Linked DNA regions of Rattus norvegicus: all the other regions are linked to region 1. A link is a contact called in public Hi-C data. All regions are on one chromosome and are shown on one strand. Each heading gives the region's core, a stretch centred on a gene start, on an enhancer-like site or on the middle of the called end of the contact. The rest is flanking DNA. Distances are from core to core; before and after follow the strand shown.

Region 1 (2,971 bases), core at 132-2,631:
GAAGAAAGTCTGGAGAGCAACCACAGTCAGCAGGAAGGCTGGAGCTGGGAGTGTCCGGGAGCTCACTGAGAAGCGGCAGCTGGGCCTGTGTGACCGCAAGCCAAATGAACTGAAGAGGAGCAAGGGTGTGGTTCTGGGCCAGGTCAGGGAGCTTAGTGAGTCCTTGCTAGGATCTGCTTTTGCTCTGACCAAAATTCGGAAGCAGCAAGCAGCATAGGGGCTGGGCAGTGGGGTGTTAAATGACTTTAGCAGCTGCTCCTTTGAGCACACATTCAAATGAGATGGGAGCCCCCTCCCCCGATAGGAGTCCATTGCAACAGCACAAGTGCTTCCAGTCAGTCTATAGTAACCTCACTTCATGCCTATTCCACCGTAGAACGTGGTTAACTACTGTAGTAGCATCAAGGATGCCAGAGCCAAGGAACCTTGAAAATATCCATTGTTCTTAAGATCTAGAGCCAACCTGAACTTCCGGATCATTATAAGTCATGAGCCAGTGTCTGGATTCACATCCTCCTAACACACATCACCAGGAGAAAGCTGAAATACTTTCTCTGTTGTGGGCTAGATTGTTATCTATTTGAGGTCGAAAGCTGGCTTTCTGTAATCATTAGAATGTTGTCTACAATGCCTCTGGAGAGGAAACAGAGGGATACAAATAGGGCTTGTTTTGTAAAAAGGGTCTTTAGAAACATGAGGTGACTGGGGAAAGTGTTCAATACATCTAATTCTTCGTGAGAAAAAAACAAAACAAAACAAACAAACAAAAACATTGAAGTGGTTGATGACAACAGATTTTACATACTTAACTTCCAGACAAGACAGGTCACAACTGTGCACTGGTGGATAAGTGAACTTCTCCCTGTGCCTCAGGCACACAAACCCCAGGAAGGAGGCAGAGTGGCTCTGGGGACAGTGAGATGCCTGGGGAGACACCTCAGAATAGCCCCCCAAGCATCTATGACACTGGGGATGCCCTTTGCCAAGAAAAGACGGCGGTCAAGAATCCAGGTAAACAGTGGGGCTCTTAACTCTCCCACACTCAATGTAAGCCTTTCTCTTTAGGCAGCAGAAAGAAATATCAAACACATCCAAAAAAAAAAAAAAAAAAAAAAACCACGTATGATTTAACCAAACTCTAGATAGAAAGATATCATGAAGGCCTTTGCTGGGTTCACATGGACTTATTTTATCTAGAAAACTGGGCTTGTTAATAGCTCAAGGCCTTGGGTAAGAGCAAGCCAAGTCATATCACAGCTGTAATTCTCTTCTTCAGCACACAGACTATGTGGAAATATTTTATTTTGCTTTTATCAGTCTCCGGAGTTCATGTGATGTACTTCAAGAGCCAGCCATTCTCTGGGGCTTATGGTCTTGGCAGATGCCGCGGCGACCGTTAGAAGGTCAAACAAGTCCCACTTCCGCCCCCTCAGACCAGCTGGGATCATCCATTCCCAGACTGACTTTCGTTCCCTGAGTTAGCCTTGAGGCTCTGTCCTCTAAGAAAATGCAGCATAGCCAGATGATTTTCACCTGAGCTAGTCTCTGCCTTCCCTTTTAGGATTGTCATGAGGTCAGTTTTTGATTAGCAGAAGGCCAAATATTCCTGTCGCCTTGGAAATGCTGAGATATCCAAAGCCACGAAGTCTCTTCTTCCTCTTCTCTCCCGAGCAGTCCTACACAGCAGCACAATTCCGGTGGAGTCCACTGGGTTCCCTAGATTAGGCAAACTCGACTGTTTGGTTGGTACTTTCTCGAACACACACTGTCTACTCTTTGCTTGACGTCTTCTCGGCTGATTAAATCTTCCCCATCATGGAGTACAGAATTAAACAGAATTGCACATTGTTGCTCACTACCATAGAGTGTAGATCTGGGAATCCGAGAGGCCACACAGCCTGAACTTCTACTCCAGAGACAGATTCTCTTTACCGTGTCTTCCCACTGAGAAGACATCTATTCTATTTGTACTTAAGCCGTTCCCGTGACAAGACTCACACACAAACACACACACACACACACACACACACATACACACAGACATACACACACACAGATACACACACACAGAGACCCACACACACACAGAAACACACACACACACAGACACATACACAGACACACAGACACACACACACATACACACATACACATACACATACACAGACACACACACAAATACACACACAGAGACCACACACACATACACAGACACACACACACAAATACACACACACAGACCACACACACACACACATACAGATACACACACACACACACACTGCTCAGTAAGGAACTGACTTAAAGAGTGGGCTATTTCTTTTAGAAAGATCCTTGACAGAGTCACCCTATCTCTCCAGCTTCGCCCCATGTCCCAAAATTACTTCAACTAGTAGAACTCAACGACTCAGGATGAACATTCTCCTCTTTCTCCCAATACCCCTCTTGTCGTTGTTCCTTTTTCTGTCTCATTTGATCAAAGCCCCCTGTGAAGACTTGGAGACCTTGTAGCTCACGAGTCTGTGTCAATCAAGGATAAGGTTGGGATGACCTAACATGGGGACTCCCGATCAGACTCCAACTCAAAGAGGACATCTTCCTTGTGTGACTCCGGCTCTGTAGCTGATCACATTTTCTAAAAGTTTCTAACATGTTCCTTAAAGTTAAGACACGGGGAGTATTTCATACAAAGCCCTCAAAGGAAATAGCTACCTGCCTGGATTAACTACACAATCAGGAAAACACTTGGAAGTTTCTGCACTTAAACGCAGACGGACTACGGCATTTAAGCATGCTCTTACTGCCATCTCGTGGTCATAACTGGAAGCACATCCCACATTCAAAATCTGCAGAGGAGGTTCGAGGCTCAGGGGGTCACATGGGAATCGTCTGATTTTTCTCTTTGAACCTTTTATTTGGTAAAGCTGTACCTTAAGTTTATTTTCCAATCCACTACGCATATCTTTACTTT
Region 2 (2,700 bases), core at 169-2,668, 920 kb before region 1:
TCTTTTGCTGAACCTTTAGGATAGTAGTTTACAAACCAAACAAAAGTAAATGGCTGTATGACTGACGGACTGTAGCTGGCAGAAAGCAAAAGGGTAAAGGGGGGTGGGGGGGATCTACTGTCCTCTCTCCTGGGTCTACAAGCTCCAAAGCAGACCGTTCTCTTCTGAAGCTGCCCGACATCCGTACATACTCAAGGAAATCTATGGCTACTGAGATGTTAAGTATCTAATCTTGGTGTATGGTTTGGTATGGGTACGAAAAATCAATTTGGTTTAATAAAAATGGAGTTTAGAATTGTGCCCCTTGTAGAAACATCACCACAATCCAACACACTCTGATTCGGCACACAGAGCCCAGAGGCAACTGTAGCAAGCTGTATACTTGTGGTGTCAGTAATATGGACAAAGACTCAGCCAGTGGAGCCGTATCCTTAACCAACCACTATCATAACCTTCGGTGGTTTTTACAGCCTCCCTGAGATGCTTACAGGGAAACTGTCTAACAGGATGAAACCTTGACAACGTGTTGGAACCCCCACTTTGGATCTTCACCTGTCTGTTGCTCAGAGTCCACACAAAGTCAACAGCAGTAAAAATGTCCCGTGGACCTCGCTTTGGCATCAGTAATGACTGAGGTAAAATGTCTTCCTCTCTAAGTTTCTCCAGGAAATTTGTATCTAATTAGTGACCAACTTTGAATTCCCGAAAGACTCTGAGTCACTGGCATGTGGTCTCCTGCTACCTCAGCATCTTTTGACTCCTTTATGTTTCCCTTTTCTGATTCTCTTGTCCCTGGAGCAATGAAACCTCACTCTTCAATACAATAAATAAATACATAAATACATTAAAAATAAACACACACACACATACACACACACACACACACACACACACAAACATATCTCCTTTTGGAAGCATGTGGCCTTTAAAACGAAATACTTTATTTTTAGATAGTTTTCATTTTCATGATATCGATAACCTTTTAGAGTTTCAATTCTCACAGAATCACACAGCTCTATCTTTCACTCTTCCCCCATGATGCTCACCCATGAGAGAATGGAGATCATTGAATCCACGGTTTCTTTTCTTTCTTTTTTGGTTAGAGGAGTAGAACAGACAGGCAGAGGCAAAGTCTCCTTGCCCTTAAGTCCCCATCAGACACAGCACACAATCTAATCCCCTCTCAGATGTCATCTTTAAAATATCGGGACAGTATTTTAGTCCTTGTAGGTTTTGATCGACTTTCAAGGCAGTCTTACCTAGATGTTTCCTGCAGAGTAAAATCTCCACAGGGACTCAGAGGAAAATGATCACTAACATTAGGAAGGCAAACCAGAAACAGTCTAGTGAGGGCTGCAGTCAAGAAAGGGAAGTAAAGGGCCAATGCTTCCGCGGGCCAGACTGTCACCAGCACCAAACACTAGCAGGGCACGCAACGTTTCAACTACCTAGAACATTCCAGAGCCCTCAACAGTGCTGGGTTAGTCTGTAACAGTCTCTTTGTGGCACGCATGCTAGAACTCGGGCTTACAAAAGAACCCGTTCAGAGCACCGTCTGGCTGCCATGCTCCCAGGTGAGGAGAACAGTTTCCCAGATACCCCACGGATTTCAAGAGAACAAAGCTTCGAGTTTGACAGCTCCAGGAATAGCAACCAGTCAGGGCGAAATGGGTCTATTAACAAGACGCAAACTCGGTCCTGCAGATATCAAATCTTTCTGCAGCCAGGTCAGTACCAATACCGAGGGGAAACTGTGGAGACCTGTACAAAGGAGGTAAGTGAGAAAAAAACTGGGAAAGGAAACGGGTCGGTGGGAAGGAGGGAGGCTGTACCGAACGAAAACTGCGCTGGGTATCTTGGCTCTGCACACTTAAGGTTTCTCTGCACTCTTTTTAGAACGAGTGGGGGCTGGGGACCCAAAGCGATGAAAGAGTTATTTATGAACAGACGGGACACCAGGATGGGGTGGTAAGAAAGCTATGGAGGAGTGTCTGGACTTGTGGATAAAGGAGGAAGCAGACATATGGGGAAATCTATATAGAAGAAACAGGGAGAGTGAAGAAGAGGCTAAACCAGGCAGATGGCTGGACTGTAAAGGAATAACATTATGCGGGGGTCTAAAGAAAGGGAGGTGGCCCCAGGAGGGGGAATAGAGAAGGGGGGGAAAAAGGGGTCAGGAGGTGACTGCTTAGAAAGTTGTTTAGAAGTTGCAAAAATTAGATATGGTTAAAAATATTTTTAAGTATATTTAAAAGCCAGTAGAAAAAACGGATACTTTTAAAAAGTTACTCACATGGAAAACATTGTTTCAAATTATCAGCAAGGCTTTTTTTAAAAAAGAAACTGGAATGTTAGGAAATTATAACTAATAAAAACTAAGGCTGTTGAAAAGCGTCTTCTAGAAAGAGACATTGTGTGGGATTTTTGACTAGATTGTAAGTGGTGGTCCCTGGCGAGCTTTTTGCGAGCTGAATGGGCTCACTCTCAGTACGAGGGCTTCTTCTTTAGTCTAACTCCCACCAGAGAGTAAGTTATTTGCATCCAGCCCTGGGTGCAAAGCCTGGGTCTTGTTAATCTCTATAGCCCTGGTATTTAACACTAGGTTTGGCATAGACAAAGAAGTCCCACCAGAACCAGAGAATGGAGGTAGAAAAGTAATTTAAAGTAACTTTATGAATTCCAAGAAAGATCTCAATGTGA
Region 3 (2,983 bases), core at 443-2,942, 670 kb before region 1:
CTGGTCAAGTACCTTTACGTATCGAGTCGTCTTGCTGGCCCCAAAGTGAATTTTGAATGAAGGGAATACCAAAAGCTGAGAAACTTTTAAAAAAGGGTCTAAACATTGAATTTTTCATGACCTTTTCCTTCAAGAGTTACTCAGAAATCCGGGCTCAAACTTTCCAAAATAAAAATTTCTTTGGCTTGCAACTAAAGCATAATAATTTTTTTTCCGTTTAAAGAGAAGCTGTTGGAGAACATGCATTGGACATTTTTTTTTAAAACAAGAGAGAAAAGAAAGAAACCAGAGCACTAAAACAGAGCCCTAGCTGCTGCTTAAGTCAGGGTTCCTAATTTCTGGAAGCTGGGACCACAGTGGCTTGATTTCTTTTAGTGGCTTGATTTTTGACTCCTTCATCTCAGAAAAAAAAATTCCTGTGTTCAGACCTGTAAAAGCCCTTGCGTGTCAGTGAGTATACTGCCAGGTATGATTTATCTAGAAGGACGAAAGGGACTCGGATGGACACAACAGAAAATACGATTTTTAACGGCGCGACGTAGAAGTCACTCGTGGGAAGCCTAGTAGGCAGGTGGAAGAGGAGCAAACTTTTAGGCCATGGCCACTTCCTTTAGATGTCCCTGCAAATGATTCTAAGGGCAAGCATAACATTGAGCTGATGGGAGCAGAGACACTAGCAACAAGCAGAGGGAGCTTTTTGGATGAGAAAGGGGGAAGAAAGCGATTGGAAAATGTTGCGAGCATTCTGTTCATGTTGTTACTTAGTGCAGTCTTGTCTCCCCAGCCCACTAGTCTGGAACAAAAGTCAGTCTCAAACATAACAACAGACACTGGGGAGCGCGCCAGCAAAAGATCACCTCCCAAAGAACAGGATGGTGCTGGGGACTAATGCCAGCCAGCCCCAGGAAACAGAAAGCCCGAGGCTGCGAGCCAGGCTCCACAGCGTCTCCTTGCTGCAGAGGCCTGAACCGCAGGGGATGGGAGGGGACTTGAGGCTGGACTTCAGGGGGGCCACGAGGTATCCTGCATTCTTCTCTTGCTTCCCCGGGGCTGGCTAAGGCACAGAAACGATTGACAGAAAAACACAAGCATAACCGAGCCACCAGTAAAGAAAACACGGCGGACCAACTTGGCGGAATGGTTAAGTAGTTAATTGTCGCCTCAACTTTGCACATTTCATCATAATGAATCTCAAGTGGTGCGTGAGGTCGAAAGCCAAGGCCCGAGCTGGGTGGCCAGAACTCACCTAGAAACACCTGGGTGTTGGTGGCCAATTTGAAATCCCAGGGCGGGGAGGCAGAGACAGGCAGATCCCTTGGGATCACTGGCTAGCTAGCTTAGCCTAGTAGACAGCACCATCCAAAGAATTGGCATCCCCCGCCCCCAACGCACACACATTGAATCTCAAGCAATGGACAGCTGGAGAAGTCATTTTATCTCTGCTTGCTACCGAATTGCACAGTGCAGACAGAACTATCTCATGACCCCTTCTCTGCCCAGCCCTTTGATTGATTCCATTTAGTACCTGGTCATGGCTGGGCTTTTTGCCAGGTATTGTGAGACTAGAATCAGCGCCTGACCCGTGCCTTGACACAACCCACTTCCGGATGCATCCGTGCTCTCAATAGAAGTATAATATTCCGGCAGAAGGGTGGGGCTCGCCTGTGGCTCCCAGGAGAGTTCTGTAGCTCTGCCGGCATGACATGGAGGCCGAGGCTCTTGACATTAGCACATGGTCAGAAGAGGGCAAGCGCTCAGCTGTTACTTTAAAAAAAAAAAATGGTTTCTGGTCTCTGCGTTTTGCCAGAAAAACCAGTCTGCTTTAGATTCGTTCTTTTCCCAAGTTCCTATTTTGACTCAGTGACAGTCTTGGAGTCAGCACTGACAATGTGATTGTTCTCGGTCCCAAATTCCCTGGTGGTAACGCAGCCTTATCAAATTATTTATCTAACCCTTCTGCTTCCTTCCTTCCCACCAACTGGTGAGCCGATTAACCAGTCCTGGTTCCACCCGCAAGCATTTCTGAACCCTGTCGCTCCCTCAGTCTCAGCTGGCTGTCTCTGTTGTATCTGCTAAGTCCCATCCCTCCTCCTCCTCCTGCTCCGTACAGAACTAGCCCCGCAAACTGTCTACCCCCTTCCAGATCAGCCACTTCACTGCGTTACTCCACCGTTCAGAAACCCAACATGTTCTCCCACCGCAAACAGAATAAGACCTTAACACTTTGGCATATTCTACGATGCCAAAATCCTTTTCAAAATACTGAAACAGATACCACCACTGAAAGGATACAGATGGCAGATAACCCCGAAGATGCTCAATCGTCAGTCATCCGGAAACACGAATCTGAACCCTGTGACGTCAGCCCTCAGTCTCGAAGGACTCAAGAGGCCGAGGCGGGAGGATCTCTGGGAGTTTGACATAGGAAAGCCAGAGCTTGTCCCTAAGACAAACAAATCACCAACAAAGATCACCACAGCAAGAGGGGGTAGAGGAAGTGGAGGTCTTATGCTTCTCGGGGTTGGGCTAACGGATGTAGTCACTAGAGCAAACAGTCAGCTTCTTAAAAAGGTAAAATTATCCTCGCCATACTGCTCAGCCATACTCCATGTGTGAGGTCTTCCCCAAGAGAAAGGAAAGGGTCTGTCTAGGGAAAGCCCCGTATAGAACATTCATGGGAGTTCGTTCTGAATAATGAGAAACTGGAAACAATCTGGACACTCGTCAAGAAACAAATGTTTCAAACTTGTGACAGGGTCACATGATTGGTGGAACATCTAAGAGGAAGCAGTGAATGAATATAAATACACAAAACAAGGTAAATGTATAAAAACAGTGTACATATACAGATACATTGAATAAAATAGGCAAACAAGTGTGGACAATTTCTATGAGTTTAGGGCGGCCACACAAACTACCACAGACCAAGTGGCTCTAACAGTGGAAGCTTACTATTATGCAGTGCTGACAGAGTTGATTTCTT
Region 4 (2,923 bases), core at 51-2,550, 720 kb before region 1:
CTATCAGTTTCGACATAATCCCACAAAGTGATTAGGAGCTATTCAGTTTTCTCAAATTGTCACACTTATGCCCGACCACTAAATAGATGATATATATATATATATGTATATATATCTATATATATATATATATTTCTCTAAGCTTAAATACTACTCCCTTCCCAAGAGAATTGATTTCCCAGCTTCCCACTGCAATAACAGCAACAGCAATGACAACAGCAACAGCAAAGACAACAACAGGGAGGTTCCAGGAAGTGTCCCTTAATCAGCCCCAATGCTAGGCTACTCGTTATAGGCCCTCGGGCAATTTAACTGTGAGACACACGTTTTTCATCTGTAAACACCCAAGTTAAAAATATCATCCTACCTCTAGGGTTGGGGGGGGGGGAGAAGTAAATGAGATTACATAACTAAAACTTTATAACGTGAGTGGGGGCGGGGCTGGTCCCGGAAGTGCGCATCTTTGTTGCCCTCCTTTGGGTTTTCCGTAGTTCTTCATTTAAAGGTCTACGGGTTTTCTTTGTTTCCCGAATTCACCTTAGATTTCTCACCCCCAACTTTCCTAAGAAACCCCCGCTTTTCAATCCTGGTCTTGCAGTCTCCATTTCCACCTTGAGCTAAAATTCAAGACTTAGTAAGAAGGGGGGACAGCTGCTTTGGAGAGCAGCTTTTTAATCCGGGATGGTTTCTGGAGACCCCCGCTGTGACAGGGTGCTGAGGGGGCCACCTCCCCGAGTGAAAAACTAGGCCAAGTTTTAGGTGACGGAGTTGCTTCTGTCGAACATTACACAGGCAGCTCGGTAACAGATCTTTTTTACCCTATAGTATTTAATGGAAACACTTTGTCAGACTCGATAACAAGAAATTGTTCTTACTGGCTACCAGCAACCCCTCCCAAATCAGGAAGTTAAAAAATCCTGCATCTTGGGAAGAGGCGAGGAACCCAGTTCATTACCAACATTTTAAGGCTCTAAATTATGTGTTCAGAAAATGTCCCCTCCTTCCTGATCCCGTGATTGAAAGATTCCAGACGCCCCGCCAGGATACTTTCTTTGCAGTGGTTCTGGTCTCTGGCCAGGGGCCCCAGACACCTTGGGGCTGCATTGTCAGCCTTGTCGCACCCAGGACAGACTCCCTAAAAAAAGGCGCGAGTGCAGAAGGGCAGCCCCGGGTTGGGAGACGGGTTGGCCGCTCGGATTCCGAGCTGAGCTTTCGTTTCCCGTAGGTCAGAAGGCGCGGTGGGTGGGGGCACGGGTGATCATCACGCTGTCCCCAAGCCCTGCTGCGTCCCCCGCCCCCAGAGTCTCCACGAAATTTTGCCGCACTGATGTATGCGTCTCGGGTTTGTTAGGACCGTTAAGTCTCCGATGTTCAAACCCCGAAAAAAAAAAGTGTGGGCCAGACGGAGGGCTGGTGCGGGGATTCACCCATCCCGTGTCCCCCGCCAGCTCCTGTGTTCGGGCGGCCCTGCGCTTGGCTGTGTCTTCTCTGCAGAAGCCTGACTATCCGCGCTCTTCCGAGCATCCCTCCCGCTCGATCGCCTCGGCCACGGTGACTGTGCCCCCACGGGCCCTGAGCCCCCCGCGAGCCACTGTAGTGGACCCATTTGGAGCTCCCCGCTCCACCTGGCGCCCGCGGTCCCCCATCGCCCAACCCCCTGGTTCCCGGCCTTGGGTGCTGTCTCCGACCTCGCCCGGCCTCTTCCGCGCAGATCTAGTCACCGTGCGACACGGGGACTCTCGAGGCCGCGATCCCTGTGGGCCCAGCCAATCCAGCAGGGGAAAATCCACCCGGGAAGAGACACCCCCCCCAATCCCCGCGCTTCCCCGCACCCCCCAACACACACCCCATCATCTTATTTATTAGTAATTCCACCGGCTCCGCCGTGATTCATCTCTTAGGTTGTGATGGTTCAAAGTTTAGACTTGGGACCTAAAGGACGTCTTTTATAATCTTACAAGGAACGGTAGTTGGGGAAAGAGAAACCTGACACAGAACGGATTTTTAACCTAGTGAGAAAGACTTGATCTCTGTGACCAAGGTTTTTTCATTTTCCTCCCAGAATCTCAACGAATGATCCATAAATTAAAACTTAAAACAATTATAGTCCACTTGCCTCGAAGCATGGGGCTGCGGGCCAGCCCCGTGAAGCATGTTTGAGGGCTATCAGGAGATTGAAATTTAGGATTAGAACTCCACCTTTAAAGCCTTGCGCTGAGGGCTGTGTGTGTGTGTGTGGTGGGGGGTGAGGTATCAGAACAGGCTTCAGTCTTCTCTGACTCTCATCTTAGGACTCCTCACTTCAGAGAAACTGGCAGGAAGTCCGAGGTGTAGGGATTATGCAGCCCTTGTGCATGCTTGGTGCTACAATCCTGCTCACTGATGTAGGTAGATACAGTTAAGTCAGTTACAGGTTTTAAGTTTCTGCACCTTTCCTCGTGCTTTCAATCCTGGGCGAAGGGGGCCGGGGATGGGGGAACCGACAAATAATTCTTTTCCTTAAATAGAACAAAAGAGTCTATCCAAGGGATCAATGTGGAGATTGATAGACACTACCTCCCTCATGCCAGATCCCTCCCGTTGTCCTCCTGCGCGATTGCAAGTGGAGTGTTCTGGAAACTGCCCTTTCCATTGTACGAAGGACACCCCGCAACACACACCAATCTTTCCCTCCCTTCCTCCTCCTCCTCCTCCTCCTCCTCCTCCTCCTCCTCCTCCTCCTCCTCCTCCTCCTCTTCCTCCTCCTCCTTCTCCTCCTCCTCCTCCTCCTCCTCCTCCTCCTCCTCCTCCTCCTCCTCCTCCTCTTCCTCCTCCTCCTCCTCCTCTTCCTCCTCCTCCTTCTCCTCCTCCTCCTCCTCCTCTTCCTCCTCCTCCTCCTCCTCCTCCTCCTCCTCCTCTTCCTCCTCCTCCACCACCACCACCT

What was found. A called contact is a pair of places that touch in the nucleus more often than the background predicts.
Region 2: a contact with region 1 is called in a Hi-C map of psoas muscle, with 3 times the contacts expected there. The contact joins two enhancer-like sites. A contact is called at or near these places in 2 of 12 Hi-C or Micro-C datasets (liver and psoas muscle).
Region 3: a contact with region 1 is called in a Hi-C map of psoas muscle, with 5 times the contacts expected there. The contact joins two enhancer-like sites. A contact is called at or near these places in 2 of 12 Hi-C or Micro-C datasets (prefrontal cortex and psoas muscle).
Region 4: a Hi-C map of Schwann cells shows a contact between it and region 1, with 11 times the contacts expected there. The contact joins two enhancer-like sites. A contact is called at or near these places in 6 of 12 Hi-C or Micro-C datasets (the A7r5 cell line, Schwann cells, frontal cortex and 3 more).

What each region holds. Positions count from the first base shown.
Region 1 is chr18:64,349,056-64,352,026 of GRCr8, reverse strand. The region is part of intron 1 of LOC102548061 (a long non-coding RNA gene); the gene reads right to left. Among named protein-coding and RNA genes, the nearest start is that of Mc2r, 60 kb to the right of the region's middle. Within about 2 kb of position 1,381, at least 10 of the 93 cell types and tissues checked have an H3K27ac peak or open chromatin away from gene starts, as enhancers often do.
Region 2 is chr18:65,269,714-65,272,413 of GRCr8, reverse strand. All of the region lies in intron 2 of Tcf4 (transcription factor 4), which reads right to left. Among named protein-coding and RNA genes, the nearest start is that of Tcf4, 51 kb to the right of the region's middle. Within about 2 kb of position 1,418, at least 11 of the 93 cell types and tissues checked have an H3K27ac peak or open chromatin away from gene starts, as enhancers often do.
Region 3 is chr18:65,021,575-65,024,557 of GRCr8, reverse strand. No RefSeq gene overlaps it. Among named protein-coding and RNA genes, the nearest start is that of Tcf4, 200 kb to the left of the region's middle. Within about 2 kb of position 1,692, at least 7 of the 93 cell types and tissues checked have an H3K27ac peak or open chromatin away from gene starts, as enhancers often do.
Region 4 is chr18:65,068,093-65,071,015 of GRCr8, reverse strand. No RefSeq gene overlaps it. Among named protein-coding and RNA genes, the nearest start is that of Tcf4, 150 kb to the left of the region's middle. Within about 2 kb of position 1,300, at least 38 of the 93 cell types and tissues checked have an H3K27ac peak or open chromatin away from gene starts, as enhancers often do.